2 separate regions of the Mus musculus genome follow, and region 2 is linked to region 1. Evidence: chromatin contacts called from public Hi-C data. All regions are on one chromosome and are shown on one strand. Each heading gives the region's core, a stretch centred on a gene start, on an enhancer-like site or on the middle of the called end of the contact. The rest is flanking DNA. Distances are from core to core; before and after follow the strand shown.

Region 1 (2,700 bases), core at 58-2,557:
TTTCATACTCTCACACTAATCCAAAATCGCAAAACCTTGTGTCATCTGGCTTGCTTAAAGGGAACGCAGTTCAAGTGCCTGACATAGAGGATGATGGAGGTTCGATGGCACGGCCTCCTCCTCCCTCTCCTCCTGACTTCACTGTTTTGGGTAGGGCCATCAGCCTGGGACTACAGATTCTGTGTGTGTTCAGTTTGCAGGTGTCTACAGAACTACGTGCAGGCCACTCATGGTAATAAGGTCAAAGCTGCAAGCCTGATGATTAATTTTAGAGGATTTTGTTGCCTTATATATATACCATGGCAAATGAGTGTTACTGACCAAGAGTCATGAAGTCCAGATAAAGTGCTTCAGTGGCTATGTATCATAAGAGATGGGGCGGGGGGAGGAGAAGGGTAGAGAAAGAGGGCAGAAGACAGCCATGGGGACAGAGGAGCCCCGAGAATTCTGCATGCATCTGGCCACCCTGTCAAGAGGCTATGGCTGTTGGGCTTTATATACAACAGCACATTCAGGTCAAATGCATGCAACCATCAAACAGAAAGGCACCGTGATTCAGAAAAGAGTGAGCTAGCTAATTTATTCTGTGTCCCATACTTTCAAAAAATTAACTAAATCTATATAAAAGTAAACAATGAATTAAACACTATATTTCATGCCTTAAAAGAACTCAGCACATTAGAAATTAGCATTTCCTTTGTTTTCAAGTCATTGAATTTATATCATTTTTCAATAGTGTTTAGCTAAAGCAAACAAAAACAAGAAAATCACATTATTCTTTCTAAGCCATATAAAAGTGATCTGGAAAGTCACGTTTAAAAATCGCTACCATGGATTAGCTTAAGGCAATTATTTCACTCGCCGAATTCTTTTACAAGAAGTTAAAAAAAAAAAAAATCAAGCTTCTTGCCTAACAAGAAAAATGAAATCCCATTAGTTGTGTCTCCAGTGTATATTAACATTCCTTTTGTTTAGAAAGGTTAATATCCCCCAAATAAAGGAGCATACAGTGCCTGTTAAAATAATTACATCATGACATTTTAGAAAGGTTGGCAGATAGACGTGGCTGCAGCACAGAAACAAACAAAAGTAAAAGCCAGTACTTTTTAAATTATCCATGACTTCACAAAATGGAAAGCTCTGGAAATTCCACCATGTTTGCAATTTCCTGCCAGCTCCTCTGGTCTCTGGTCTCTGGCTTCGCTCCTTCTCCATCGGTATCTTTCTGTCACAGAGACTTAGGAGGCTCAGTACCTTCATGCTCCAAATCAGATGACCTACTCTCGGAGAGAGAAACTACAAATCTGACAGCAAGAGAATTTCACAACAGATTGGCATGAGGAGCCGACATAAACCCGAGACTGCCGTGGCCACTTGGCCCCCCCCCCCCCAGTACAGATGTGGTGTCATTTTCAAAACCTAGCCTTTCAGTCCAAGACAAGCTGATCTTAGGGCCCAGCCTTGGTGACAGGCCAGTGGGCAATTACAGTCCCCAGATCCCTCTCTCTGCGAGTTTAGGAAAACACTTCCTACTTTATGCAAACAAACTATGCACCCCTGACCCTGCTGCTTGAGGCAGAAAGAAGCAATTCTCCACACAAGTGAAACAAATTATCTTTCCAACCTGTGGATACAGCAAATGGTTGTTTGGTTTTTTTTGTTTGTTTGTTTTAATAAAAAGTAGGCACAATAGTAATACAAAACCTAAGCAACTCTAGTTACTGTCCAGAGTCGAGATGGGCCTTTGGCGGTCTAACATAGGGCACCATGTTCCCCCACTGGTCCAGAAAAAGTGTGGAAAACAAGCTAGCGAAAAATGAGGAGAAAGACAATGGTTTCCTCCACTACCACTTCAACTGGGGAAAGATTTCTCTCGGTTAATGACAGCTCAACCTCTGGACAGGAGGTCAGGGGATCTAATTGAACAAGTATTTTAAGAGGCTTATTAATATTCCCTGAAGTCACAGAATGCTTTACATCAGCAATTCCCCATAACTACAATAACAAATCGTGTGTGTGTCCTGCTGAAAAGGCCACTGTCGTAAGAGTCTAGAAAATGACCTAATAAAAACAGATTAAACGCTCCCAAGTCGCCACAACCAAAATGTCCAAAAATCGTGTAAATCTACAAAAAAGGAATTGAGTGGCCAGCTCACCTGACTGTCTCAGCAAAGGGTTCTTGGGGACCCCCGTCTCATACAAACGCAGTGCTCTCCCCTAAGAAGCAACCCTGTCTCAATGCAGTGCTCTCAATGCAGAAGCATGCATTTCCGGATGAACCACTTACATGGACCAGCCTTCGGAAACAAGCCATAACACAACTACAATGACATTTTTATTCAATTGGCCAGATTACACAGGGTACGGGATAAAGACAGAAACGTCTTCTTTTCCCAGAATCCATCTAATCTCCAGGAATGGAAAAAAAATGAGAATGAACAAAGTAGATTTCTTTCTCTTCCCTACTCAAGGAATGTGTGTTTCTAAGAAAATGGAAGGGACAGTAGTGGTGATGAGAGCGGATCCATAGAATTTTGCAGCACTGACCACTGTGGGCTATTGTTTACCAGACATAACCATGGCAACCTAGGTATGAAAGAGATGCTTGGCATCATCCCCAAGTCACAGCTGAGATGAGACTGGAGCAGCATGAGGCCAAAGTCTGCTTTTAATATGTTGAGAATGGCAGGGTCTGCTAGA
Region 2 (2,700 bases), core at 92-2,591, 560 kb before region 1:
CAGCAAAACTGTTCCCCAAAAGCTTGAGGAGGCGGAGCCAATTTGTAGCTTTTCTTTTACTTTGTGTGATGGGATAGAGGGTATTGTTTTGGGAGTGGGGAAGATTGAAACCCGCAGTGAGAGTAAATGAAAAAACCCAAATCTCTGCTGGAGGTGGAGATAAAAAGCAGAAAAGAAAAAAAAAGAAAGCAAAACTGACCAGTCTTATTTAACACCCTAAGGAGAGAAGTGCAGGGGTGGGGGTGGGGGTGGGTGAAGAAGAAAGCCATGACAGTCAACCTCTGTTGTCCTGTGGTCGACTAATCAGGCCTTTTTTTTTTTTTCGGACAAAGGCCACTGATGCTCAAAATGGTGACTTGGACACTCCAGGGGTCGGATGCTGCTTCTGCCTTAATGAAGACCAGTGGAATTGCACCTCTGTGGAACAACTGGGCCTCAGAATGTTAAAATTGGAGGCTACCTCAGACGTCTTCTTGTCCAACCCCCTCCATTTGAAGATGAGGAAACTGAGGCCCAGAGATCATGAGGATGGTTGATACAGAATGTAGAAAAAGACTAGCCACTGCCAACCTTCTAGATTTGAACTACTGTTCCCTAGGATGCTACAGACATCACACTGACAACCCAGCTTTTATTGTTCTGATTGGGCATGGGTGGTCTGTGGAAAATAACTCGTAACTTTTTTTAGACAGTCTCACTATGTGGCACTAGTTGTCCTGAAACTCACTATGTAGACAGGGTGGCCTTGAACTCACAGCGTTCCTCATGCCTCTGTCTCCCGAGTGGAGATCAAAGGCGTGTAGCCCTGCACCTGGCTAACAAGTTACTTTTATTTCCTCTATTCTTTGATTGCATTGGCCTGGCAGCGGCTCTGTAAGGTGTTAATTCTATTAGTAGTTTCATCCCTCTGTGCCTGGTGCATCTGTACTTACAGGATGCTTCCAACATGCAGCTGTCTTTATGTGAAGGCCAAAAGGGTGAGCCACGAGCTGGGAGGATGCCTTCCTCTCTCCTTGAATGGGGAATGTCAGTGACCTAATTCTTAATTTTACCTCCCTTCCAGCTTGGAAGCCCGGACACAATCAGATCTCTTCATGTTAGCTGTCAGTACTGTCATTTATACTTGTTATCAATAATCCTCAGCTCTGACAACTCCCTTTATTTTTAGACTTAAATCCCCATCTTATAATATAAATATCACACTCTAGGCAGGACACCATTAAGCAATTATTGCACTTCCCAGGTGAGGTAGATTTCTTGGCCTCCTCTTGATAGAGAGGAGAGAGCATGAGATGTGCCCTAATCGCTCAGAGACACTGGGGCAGAAGATTATTATACTAATAGGTGGATGGGGGAGGGGGAGGACACCTGTTCTACTGGCAGGCTGCCAAAGCCCTTCCCTCTGCACAGAAAACTGAAGGTGGGGCTGGCTGGAAGTGTAGGAGAGGGGGGATCTGTGAGCTGGAGAATACTTAGCTAGGGGGTGTGGACCCCCTCTACAAGGTCTTGTCAGTCCTAAGTCTGTGCTGTGCTTTGCCATATCCAAATGTCTACTACTTGTTTCCTGACACAGATCCTCCTGGCAGCAGGTTGGGTTTCTGTCTAGAAGCTAAAACGGACAAGGTCATCAGCAGTGCATTTCAGGCATGGGGATGAGGAAACTGTGGAGAAGAGCTGGAGGCAGAGACTGCAATCTCAGTACAGAATCTCCTACACCCCACCCCAGCCCTTCACTTACGGTAGATTTCCCCAGCACCCCAGCAGATCAGGTCAGGGTCTGGGTTTCACTCCTTGATGCAACATTTGTATTAGCAGTAGCCATAGACCAGTAAGGAAGCATAAAGCACCATGTCTTCATTAATCTGAATATTAATAAAATGTCCCAGGTGTCATCGGACATGTCGAACCAGATTGCTAAGTCACCTATCTAATATGCTAAAATGATATGTGTTTAAAGGAGACTCTTTTGACTGCTATTTTCAAATTCATTTAGGTGTGTGTGTGTGTGTGTGTGTGTGTGTGTGTGTGTGTGTGTGTGTTGCACATATGCATGGATTTGTGTGGAGAAACCAGAGATGAGTGGTAGATGTCTTCTTCACTTGCTCTCTACCTCAGTTTTTGGGATAGGAGCTCTGGATGAATCTGGAACTCGTGAAGCTGGCAAGCCCAGAGACCCCCTGCCTCCACTTCCCCACGGCTGGGGTTACAGGGCCTCAATGAGGTCCCCCACTGTTTTTATTTGAGTTCTGGGAATTGAATTCACATCCTTATATGTGCACAGCAAGGAGTTCCAACTGAGACATATCCCAAATCTATGTTTCTTATGATACAGAATCTTACATAGTCCAGGCTGGCCTCAAGTTCGCTGGATAGCCACGGATGACTTTGAATTCCTGATCCTCTTCTTTCTACCTCCCAAGTGCTGGAATTACAGGTCTGCATCACCATCCCCAGCTCAAAGGAGAATGCTTAAATTCCTGCCATTCTGTACTTCAGAGAAGCAACTAAATAAAATCAGAGAAGAATTCAGGAAAAAAAATGCACAAAGCCTACTTTCTAGCATGCCCTATTATTCCAAGAGCCCCACTGCCCCACTGCCCTCTACCCTTCATGCCCAGCCCCCTGCCTGCACAGCTTCACATAGCCTGCTGTATGAAGAGCCTGCCCAGCACATCATCCCCCAGGCTACAGAGTGCTCAT

What was found. A called contact is a pair of places that touch in the nucleus more often than the background predicts.
Region 2: a contact with region 1 is called in a Hi-C map of rod photoreceptor, with 4 times the contacts expected there. The contact joins two enhancer-like sites. A contact is called at or near these places in 2 of 484 Hi-C or Micro-C datasets (myocytes and rod photoreceptor) and 1 of 115 datasets of contacts at active chromatin or transcription factors (embryonic basal ganglia).

Annotation. Positions count from the first base shown.
Region 1 is chr9:47,681,643-47,684,342 of GRCm38.p6, reverse strand. All of the region lies in intron 1 of Cadm1 (cell adhesion molecule 1), which reads right to left. Among named protein-coding and RNA genes, the nearest start is that of Gm10677, 140 kb to the left of the region's middle. Within about 2 kb of position 1,307, at least 10 of the 459 cell types and tissues checked have an H3K27ac peak or open chromatin away from gene starts, as enhancers often do. A contact at or near this core is called in rod photoreceptor, where this site is marked.
Region 2 is chr9:48,244,367-48,247,066 of GRCm38.p6, reverse strand. It overlaps a transcript of Nxpe4 not described here. Among named protein-coding and RNA genes, the nearest start is that of Gm51672, 38 kb to the left of the region's middle. Within about 2 kb of position 1,341, at least 5 of the 459 cell types and tissues checked have an H3K27ac peak or open chromatin away from gene starts, as enhancers often do. A contact at or near this core is called in rod photoreceptor, where this site is marked.